Regions from separate parts of the Sus scrofa genome. Here region 2 is linked to region 1. The links are chromatin contacts, called in public HiChIP or PLAC-seq maps. All regions are on one chromosome and are shown on one strand. Each heading gives the region's core, a stretch centred on a gene start, on an enhancer-like site or on the middle of the called end of the contact. The rest is flanking DNA. Distances are from core to core; before and after follow the strand shown.

The links. HiChIP or PLAC-seq counts read pairs in DNA pulled down with a chosen protein or histone mark.
Region 2: an H3K27ac HiChIP or PLAC-seq map of alveolar macrophages shows a contact between it and region 1. The contact joins the promoter of RXFP4 here to the promoter of PMF1 in region 1. A contact is called at or near these places in 1 of 47 Hi-C or Micro-C datasets (retroperitoneal adipose tissue) and 1 of 2 datasets of contacts at active chromatin or transcription factors (alveolar macrophages).

The regions. Positions count from the first base shown.
Region 1 is chr4:93,835,507-93,840,642 of Sscrofa11.1, reverse strand. PMF1 (polyamine modulated factor 1) reads left to right here and starts at 3,857. Exons shown (of 5, transcript NM_001123163.1): 1 at 3,857-4,020. The coding sequence starts at 3,860. It overlaps SLC25A44 (solute carrier family 25 member 44), which reads left to right. Exons shown (of 4, transcript XM_001928054.5): 4 at 962-3,639. The coding sequence ends at 1,153.
Region 2 is chr4:94,081,216-94,086,673 of Sscrofa11.1, reverse strand. RXFP4 (relaxin/insulin like family peptide receptor 4) reads left to right here and starts at 1,579. Exons shown (of 1, transcript NM_001005844.1): 1 at 1,579-2,700. The coding sequence starts at 1,579. The coding sequence ends at 2,700. It also overlaps a transcript of ARHGEF2 not described here.

The sequences.
Region 1 (5,136 bases), core at 2,608-5,107:
GCTGGCAATGTATGGGGTAGGGGGGGAAGAAGATGGCAAGACAATTAAGAGAGAAGAGAGAAAAGATTCCTGCCTTACCAGGCTTCCAGTGTGATAGGGAAGACAGGCCACAGGGTGTGTGGGGTATGGCAGGGTTGGAGGGGAGGACACTAGCCATGGGGGCTCAAAGGGATTGAGATGATCAGAATCAAAATCACTGGTAGGAGTTCCCGTCGTGGTGCAGTGGTTAACGAATCTGACTAGGAACCATGAGGTTGAGGGTTCGGTCCCTGCGCTTGCTCAGTGGGTTGACGATCCGGCATTGCCGCGAGCTGTGGTGTAGGTCACAGACGCGGCTCGGATCCTGCGTTGCTGTGGCTCTGGTGTAGGCCGGTGGCTACAGCTCCGATTCAACCCCTAGCCTGGGAACCTCCATATGCCGCAGGAGCAGCCCAAGAAATAGCAAAAAGACAAAAAATCACTGGTAGAGCTGCAGAGGCTCTTAGAGGTGATTTAATCCAGGCTCCCTGAGACCAGAGAGAATCACCCAGCCCAAAGACCCCTCACTATGTGGTCTAGCTAATGATATTAATAATAGCTAACATCTATTGAATACTTACTCTCCACCAGGCACTGTTCTCAGCATGTACAGGTATTCTTTTGTTTACTGCTTAGAACAACCACGGGGGGTAGGTACTATTATCACTATTTTATATTTGAGGGAACTGGGGTGCAGAGTGTTAAGTAAACTACCCGAGGTTATACTGTTAGTCACTTGGGGAGCAGATTCAACCAGGCAGTCTGGCACCAAAGTCCTTACTCAGTCACTGTGCTGATCTGTCCTGCAGAAGCAGAATCCAGCCTTCTGACTCCCAAGTCTAATTCTTGCCACTTCAGCCTAAGGCAGAGGAGATGAAGCAGAGGGGCTTTTTGACTGCTTGGTCAAACACTCCATGGTCCTCCACTGTGTTGACTTTTCCAGGTTGAGGGAAAGAACTCCATCATCCTGACCTTCCGACAGCTGATGGCAGAAGAGGGGCCTTGGGGCCTCATGAAGGGACTCTCTGCCAGAATCATCTCAGCCACGCCCTCCACCATTGTTATTGTGGTGGGCTACGAGAGCCTCAAGAAACTCAGCCTCCGACCTGAGCTGGTGGACTCAAGACACTGGTAACCAGTGGTGGGGAGAGAAGCCTGCTGTTTCCCACACTATGCGCTGGGGGCAGAGAGGAGACCATAGCACCCTCTCCAAGTGCCCCCACCACTACCTAACTCTGCCCTGGGCCAGGTGGCCTCTCTGGGACAGGGACAGAGACTTCGAACTGCTCTTGCTGAAGAGGCTCCACACCTGGATCCCCTGCCCCCATTATTTTTAATTTTCTTGCCAAACTGGGCTCCCTCACTAGTCCAGGTACTCAGTCCTGCCCTAAGGAAACCCACCCTCCCTGCAATCCCACTCCATCCATCCTCTGCTAACCCTTCTCTCCCTTCTCCCTCCATCTGCACCCCTGAGATCCTGAGAAGAGCTGTACACAGAGCTTGCTCACTGCTACTGGTTCTTCTTCTTGGGCTTTCAGCCCAGATTCCAAGCAGCTGCTAGCAGCCCTTTCTTGCTTCATCCCTTAGGGTAGTATGTTTTTCTTTTGGGACCGAGCTTCCCACCAGACTACTCTGCTTTTCCCTGCCACTGGGGGCAAGGTGCCAGGCACTTTTGCACAGGGAGTAGGAGCAGCAAAACCTCTGGTTCTCCAGAGCACTCGTCCTCTCTTTGGAGAGTTATTAGGTTGGAGAGAGATGTTGATACTTTATTTTGTGTGTGTATTTTTCTGTTAACCAAGCTACTGTCTTAGTCCTGCTAAAGCACCAGTCCTGCAATCAGAGCCCACCCCTTCCTCAGACAGGTGGGAAAATGTAATGTAGCTTTCCCTCAATCTCAGTTCCTATCCGTCCCTCCCAGTCCCTTGAGTCCAAGCAGTCCCAGGACATATAAGCTGTTGTTTTCCCCTAGCCCACATGACTACAGTAGTGGACACAGCTCTACGTAGATCAGACTGTCTGGGGCACACTGGACTTGGAGCACTACCCTGTAAAGTCAGGTTTAGAGAGTAGCTGGTTTGGAATGTGATTGAAGGGTATGTGCGTCCCAGCGTATCTCCTTCGACCAGCTGAGCCAAACCTAGGACAGGGCAACGAGCTTCTCAGCCCCAGGCAGTCATGACATACACATATATACCCTAATCACTGCGACTCACAGAAACAGATGTTGTCTCACAATGGGACTCTCTGAGATGGGAAACCTTCCTTCTCCCCGATGTGAGGCATCATCCCAGTCATGGTACCCTCTGGAGGAATGCTTAAAAGAGAGTAAAGAAAAAAAGAGAAAGAGTGAAAAAGAGAGTGGGTCAGGAAGTTCCCCAATTCCAGGACCACCGCGTTTACCAGCCCGATACTGCCAAGATTACCTGTTGAAGCTCTCAGGAGTTAGATGATGAGCACCTCTTCCCTGCCTCATCCTCCCCCCAACACACACTTCCTCTACCAAGCCTGTGTGGCAGGTGAGGAGAGATGCAGCAGATGGATTGAGAAGAAGGCCTATCAAACCCGTCACTTCTACTTGAGACATCTGGCCTGGATGACCCTTCAAACTTTCTTATTGGTCCCACCCCCTGGGAAAGGCCATGGTGCCAATTTGAAAGGTGCTAGCTACCTGAAGCCTTGATATTTCTTATGGCTGCCCCACATTCTGTCCCCCCAGGCCAGATCAGAATCTGAATTCTCTCCTTCACCACCACCACTGCCCACCTTGGGCTCTTACCTTTAAGAGTTATGTTCCCTTTCACTTATTTTTGTTTCTCTCTCCTTGCACTTTGTCAAGAGTCCTCCAATTTCTACTCACAAATGGTCATCCAAAGTATTTCACCCAGAGATCATTTTGCATCTTCCTGCTCTTAGTAACTCCTTTGCCCTAATAACCACCAACATAATAGAAGCCAGGGGTCCCTCATTTCTCTTTAATCTCACTCCTAGTGAGACCTTTAGAGACTGGTTTTCTTAGTGCCACACCTCCCTTCCCTAGAGACTTGTTTTCAGTCCTTCCCCACTATTGCAAAGTGGGTAAAGTATCATGGGTAGGAGGTAGTTTCCTGCTTCTATCTTAGAATGTTTCTCCCTCCCAGACTTATCCATAATTTTTTCGTTCTATATTTTTTTGTACAGTATGTCAGTCTTTCACCTGTTGTCTCTGTCTCTCTCTCTCTCTCTCACACACACACACACACACACAGTTTTAAAGGATGATGTTCTTAAACTAAAGGGACCCCTGGCCCCTACTTTCCCATCTACTATTTTAAGGACTGGGTTTGAGTGGTTAAAATATGTCTTGGTAGGGATGGGAGAATGGGCTTCCATTTTCCCAGGACAATGGACCGAACCAGCTGGAATTTTTGATGTATTGGTCCGTAGCCAAATTGGAAGAAACTTTCTGGAGACTGCACAAGACCGGAAACCTGATGGGAGGATTGGAGGACACAGGGGAATAAAAATACAGATGCAATTAACATTTGATACAGTGGACTCTTGTGAATATTAACAGCGAACATTCACTGTTGCACTGTACGAAGTCTTTCAAGTGTAATTAAACGTTTTTATTGAGTCCCTGAACTTTGCGCTTATTTTCCCGCTTGCCGAGAAATTCGTACTTCAGTGTCCAGTTGTTTTCGTGTTTAATTCTCCCGCCTCCGACAGTTTCCCCACCCCGCCGGCGGCTCGGTGATAGACATCCCGCTGCTTCCAATCGAAGGCGCCAGTGCCAGGAGCGGCCAATCGGGAGCTTGTGGGCGGGGCGGACGGGCCGGTTAAGGTTTGGCGGTTCTAGTTCAACATGGCCGAAGTGAGCAGCGTCAACGTAGCCAGCGGCAGTGAGGAAAAAGGGCCTGAAGGGTTGTCTCAGGAACTTCCGCGCCCTGGTACTACCATTTCAAGGGTGAAGCTTTTTGACACCATGGTGGACACCTTTCTCCAGAAGCTGGTCGCTGCTGGGAGGTAAGGTGGAAGAAATGAGGCTGTGGACAAAACTCTCAGCAGGTCGAAGCCGAGAGAGGGTTTATCCCGCCAGAGTCTAAATCCCGCGAGGCCAGGACGGCCAGACGGGAAACAGCTCAGTCACTTTGGTCTCGGAGTTCGCCGGTTATTTACAATCCTGTGTCTCGAGGTTATTGACTGGCCGACACGCAATTCCTGTGTCTCGGAAAGTCACGTGATGTTTACCAATACAGGTTATGTGAGGGCAGGCCTGGGACAAGTAGCTACTCCTTCCTCCAGTAGTTCTGTCCACAAGTGGTTGAGAGGAAAAGGTACAGGCTTTAAAAGCCGGGTGCACATCATGGCCCAGCATAAAGTGAGCGAGACTTAACTGCTCTGTGCCTGTGTTGCTCATCAATAAAATGGTAACAGTAGTACCTTTCTCATAGGGTCTTTTTGAGGCTTGAGTGGATACACGTCTCTTTTAGAACAGTGCCGGCCACTTGCAGTGTTAGCGTTTTAGCTGTTATTATGTAAATAGTAATAATACCTTCACTGGGTGGTTGTGAGGACTTGATGTCTTACATTTTACTTTTTTTTTTTTTTTTTTGTCTTTTTGCCTTTTCTAGGGCCGCACGCGTGGCATATGGAGGTTCCCAGGCTAGGGGTCTAATCGGAGCTGTAGCCGCCGGCCTTCGCCAGAGCCACAGCTACGCCAGATCCGAGCCGCGTCTGCGACCTACACCACAGCTCACAGCAACGCTGGATCCTTAACCCCCTGAGCAAGGCCAGGAATTGAACCCGCAACCTCATGGTTCCTAGTAGGATTTGCTAGCCACTAAGCTATGACCGGGAACTCCTTGATTTTTACTTTTTTTTTTTTTTCAAGAGGATAGAATTTATTTGAAGCGTATTTTTGACTACAGTGGCATGAAACTGAAAGTCAACCACAGGAAAACAATTGGGACAGAAAAAAGAAAATTACATGGAGACTAAAACATGCTACTAAAAACCAATGGGTCAATGATGAAATAAAAAAGGAAATTAAAAACAATACCTTAAGGAGTTCCCATAGTGGCCCAGTGGTTAATGAACCCAACTAGGATCCATGAGGATGTGGGTTCAATCCCTGGCCTC
Region 2 (5,458 bases), core at 330-2,829, 250 kb before region 1:
ATTGGCATGAAGTCACGCAGGAGCACTCCCTGAGGCCAGCAGGTGACCCCTGGGGCTCACCTGAACTTGGGCTGGGCACTCCCCTTCTGCTAACCACTTCACACGTATCCCTTGCTGAAGGACCCAAACATCCTGGCACGCAGTCTGGATCTCTTTCACCTCTGGGCTTCTCCTATAGGGTTCCTCAGACCAGCTGTTGATTATCCTGACAGGGCTCCTCTCCTCCCCCAGCATTCAAGGGAACTGAACATCAAACATCTTAATGGGTTGGCACAGGGCAGGAAGGTGTTGAATATTTTGGAATCCTTGAAAAAGCATTATTCCTTTATCTGCACCCTGCCCTCCACACCCCCATCTCCTCTCCTTTCTCTCATCACAGCAAATTCTGCAACGGTTAGGGCTATGGGCACAAAAGGGAAGGACCCATTGAGGCATTTTTTCCAATTAGGACTGAGATCATGAGGAGACAGGATGGGGTGTGGTGAAGGTGTATCTCAGCATCCGCAGCTCTGAAACGCGGTTTGGGGGTTGGAGGAGAGAATGGAGGCACCATTGACCTCAGATTAGAGCAGGAAAGTGTGAAATGGCTGTGGGCGTTAGTGATCGAGGCTAGCAGGACTTCTTAGCAGGAAGAGAACCAAGGGCATGCCCCAGGGCCACTCAGGTCCTCATAGGCTGCATTCCCAGTGGGGAGGGAACAGGAAGCTGTGACTTCCTCTCCCCTTTTCTTCCCTGCTTTTAGCCTCAAGGTCACTTGCTGCTGCAACGAATTCCAACCTGTGTTTTCGTTGGCGCTGTTCCCTGGCCATGGTGTTAATAACTGCTTAGTACCTTGCTCCCTTCTGCCACAAAGGCCCCCAACTTTTCCTTTGAAATAATAACCATTTGTGCAAATAGCAAGGCACAAAGTGCCCTTTCATATGTGTCATCTCATTTTATCACACTAATCCCGTGAAGAGAGATTTTAATTTGAAAAATTTAAGTAAGGAAACTGAGGTTCAGAGGAGGGAAGAAATTCACTAAAGTCACAGAGTGGTAGTAGAATTGGGACTCCAGAGCCTTGCCTGCCCCTACGCCCCCTCCCAGCCCACCTCCCCAGGTGCCCAGGGAGCACTTTCTGCAGAGAAGGGGGCCCCTGAACAGTTAGGAATAGAGGGGGTTATAGTTTGGTTCCTGCCATCCCTCAGATGGGGTATCTCTGGTCCCCTCCCTGGGTGGAGGCTTGGGGCTGCCCTTCATAGTGGGATAATTTCCCCTTCCCCATTCCCTCTCTTCTGCATGGAGACACACGCACGCACGCAGGCACGCACGCACGCACGCACTTATCCCAGGGTTCTGGTCCTCCCTCACCCTGCCCCACCCACCCCAAGACCAACAGAGAAGAGGCAGGTTGTCCCTCCAGGACCCGCCCTATGAGGTATGACCGTGGGCTGGGCCTCCAGGCAGCCAGAGGCCCCAGAGAAGCAGAGAAGCGCTCAGATCTACAGCAACCTGCAGAGCGCCCTAGGCGGCCCCTACCAGCCTGGCAGACACTCGCTGGCCCCTCTGCCCTGCACCACTGACATCTGATGCCCTGCGATGCCCACACCCAATACCTCTGCCCCCCTGCCCGCTTTCTGGGTCAATGCGTCTGGAGGCAGCGTGCTGAGTGCTGATGATGCAACGATGCCTGTTGGATTCCTAGCCCTGAGGGTCATGGTTGCCCTGGCCTATGGGCTTGTGGGGGCCGTCGGCTTACTGGGAAATTTGGCTGTGCTGTGGGTGCTGGGTAACTGCGCTCGGAGAGCCCCTTGCCCACCTTCTGACACTTTTGTCTTCAATCTGGCTCTGGCAGACCTGGGGCTGGCACTCACTCTTCCCTTCTGGGCAGCTGAGTCGGCGCTGGACTTCCACTGGCCCTTCGGAGGTGCCCTCTGCAAGATGATCCTGACAGCCACCGTCCTCAACATCTATGCCAGCATCTTCCTCATCACGGCGCTGAGTGTTGCCCGATACTGGGTGGTGGCCATGGCTGGGGGACCAGGTACCCACCTCTCGCTCTTCTGGGCCCGTGTGGCCACCCTGGCAGTGTGGGTAGCAGCTGCCCTGGTGACGGTGCCCACGGCTGTCTTTGGGGCTGAGGGCGAGTTGTGTGGCGTGCGGTTGTGTCTGCTGCGCTTTCCCAGCAGGTATTGGCTGGGGGCCTACCAGCTGCAGAGGGTGGTCCTGGCCTTTATGGTGCCACTGGGCATCATCACCACCAGCTACCTGCTGCTGCTGGCCTTCCTGCGACGGCGGCGACAGCGACGGCAGGACAACAGGGTTGTGGCCCGCTCCATCCGCATCCTTCTGGCTTCCTTCTTCCTCTGCTGGTTCCCCAACCATGTGGTCACTTTCTGGGGTGTCCTGGTGAAGTTTGACTTGGTGCCCTGGGACAGCACTTTCTACACCATCCATACCTATGTCTTCCCTGTCACCACCTGCCTGGCACACAGCAACAGCTGCCTCAACCCTGTGCTGTACTGCCTCCTAAGGCGGGAGCCCCGGCGGGCCCTGGAAGTCACCTTCAGGGACCTGAGAGCAAGGCTGTGGCCGCAGGGCCGGGGCTGGGTGGAACAGGTGGCCCTAAAGGAAGTGGGCAGGCGGTGGGAGGAGATCACCCCTAGGGATGGTGGCCCTTCTGCCATGCCCACCAACCGGGACAAAGGGACAGCTGGGTGAAGGGAGCAAGCTAATCCCCCTCTTTCTGGGGGTCTGCCAGGTCAGGTGCAGGATCCACGCATCCCAGGGAGAGAAAAGCTGGCTTCTCTGCTGTAATGTAACGCTCTCAGGGAGAGTCTGATCTTTGATCCCCAAGTCTGGCAGTGGGAGAATGGGGGAGGCCGGGGCCCAGATCAGGGCTGGGTAGGAAGAACCAGAAGTCTCCACGTGGAGATGGGAATGAAGAGGATCTGAGAATAAACCTCTGGAGCATCCACAAAGTGTGTGCACCTTTCATCCTGGTTCCACCTCCAGGTCAGTGTGGCCTAAAGGATTCTTTGTCCCGTGTCTGCCTCCTGTGAACTTTTCTAGGAAATTTTCCCTAAGGGTCCTAGGCTAATTGGCTCTATCCTCTCCATCCCACCTCCCTCACCTCAAATGGGTGTACCCTTGTCCTTCTTCTGGTGTTGGGGCCAAATGTGGCCTCCTCTGGCCATCTCTACCTTCTTACCATCTCAGTAGTGCCCTCAAAAACTTGGTGCCCACAGACACCTCAGCTGCAAAAGCTGTAGTTCCCCCTGCAGGGAGATGCCTCGTGTGGGGTCATGCTGGATGCCTAGCTCCAGCCAAGCCTGGAGTGCAAACCCCTGTTGCTGGCTGGGCGTAGCCCATGCGTTTCTCCTTAAATCAGGATTTGGGAGGAAGAAGAGAAGATAAGGACAGGCCAAGGATGAGGGTGGGGCATAAGGAGGTGAGAGATTGGAGAGCGCTTGGGAGGAGGGGAGGCCGAAGGTGCAGCCAGAGGAGAGGAAACCACAGAGAGCAGTGCTAGTCTTTCTCCTACCTCAAGTGCTTAGCTCAGAGCATCAGCTCAGGGGTTGAAACACACCCGGCTTCACATTCTAGCTCTGACACTAGCCAGCTGAGGGACCTGGGTAAGTTAGTTGACCTCTCTGTATGTTTTCTCAACTGTAAAATGGGCTGTTAAGGGGGTTCCCATCATGGCTCAGTGGTCATGAACCCAACTAGGATCCATGAGGATGTGGGCTTAATCCCTGGCCTTGCTCAGTGGGTTAAGGATCTGGCATTGCTGTGAGCTGTGATGGTGTAGGCTGGCTGCTGCAGCTCTGATTTAACCCTAGCCCAGGAACTTCTATGTGCCACAGATGTAGCCCTAAAAAGAAAAAAAAAAAAAAGGCTGTTAAGTATTTAACAGTGCCCGAAATGGAGTTTCACTATTATTCTTACACCCTATGTAAAGCAGAGACAGTGAAAAAGGAGGCAATAAAGGGGCACCTGGGAGACGGGGACAGGGAGTCATAAAGGTTTTGTCTGGACTTTCTACATGCTCTAGAGTGAAATGAAGGTTTCACATAAAGAACTGAGTGAGGGATTGGCCAGCCCCTCAGGCCCCTTTAGAAAGCATGCTCTCCAGGGCAGCGGGTTCCCCTTTGGTTTCTGTATCCATAGACACCCAGCAATGACGGAGGTTAGCCATCAGAAGGGACTTTCAGGGGGGACAGCTCCTGGAGAGGAGGGAGATGGCAGAGGGAAGACGGGGTGGAGCTCCCACTTCCATTGCCCCACCCCAAGCTCTGGCACGTCTTAAAACCCAGGAGGACTCTGGCCACTGGAGATCCCAGAGCAATAGCTGGACACGGCACCTCCTGAGTGTGTGGAGCCCCCTCTGGAGAAAGGCACTTACTGCACCAGCTCCATCCAGCTGCTGAACAGAAGAGACTCTGAAGAGCCACCTAATTCACAACATATTAGGCAATGTTAAAGAGATTTAATTAGCCTTCTGATGTTTAATTTCCTCTCTTTGATGTTTAAACTGGTTCCAAAACTCCAGGTCTAATCCCAGCCAATTCAGGATGGAAAATCCTCCCCCACCCAAGTGCCCCCTCTTGCCACCCCCTGCAGCTCCTCTGATGGCCCTGCTGGGGCTCCCGGATATTGGCTCCTCTGGGGGCATCCTGCTTTATGGGCTTTATGGAACCCTGAGGTAAATATTGACAAGGTTTAAACAGGCCCAAGTGGGAGGTGAATGCAAGGAGGCGAATGCATGCGTGCGTGCGTGCAGACCCACCCTCCGGGATAGGGGACAGGAGGCGCAGGGGAGGGTACAATGGAAAGGAAGCATTGCTGTGGCCAGAAGCTGGGCCCTGGCTCCCTGCAGCCCAAGTCAGAGAGCTCTGAAACTGCCAACAGGAGGGACAGGGAGTAAGACTGCATTTCCAAAAATGGGAATAGAGAGGGGACAGTGAATACAGTGGTGGAAGATGTGAGAGAAGAACTAATCTCTCAGAACCACCATGTTGGAGAAATGTATGTCAGGTTTTAGACCAAGGATGAGGCAGGGATTTTGGTCAAAGGGTGGCAGGAGGGACAGCCAGCTCTCCCACAAGCTGTGGGCTTCTCTGAACCCATGCTCTGGGCTCTGCATCTCCAGGTTTCTCTGTTTTCCCCCTGACCACCATCCTTCACTGGAACTGCGAATGCTGGCGGAGCCTACAATCCCTTCCTTGGTGGTCTTTGGATGTGAATAGATCTCTGTTTTGCCTTTATGGTTTTGGGTCCCAGTTGCTTCTTGCAGGCAGCTGCTGAGCCATGGTGGAGACTTAGAGCTCAGCTGTTTTGGGCCAGAGCATCCAAGGAGGGGAAGTGGAGGACTGCAGCTGGGAGGGCCGGCCCTTTCCTGGCTCACTTCTCCTGGCCTGGCAACCCTCTGCAGCCAGGTTTCCTTATCTAGAAAATGAGAATGAGTCCACTTCACAGA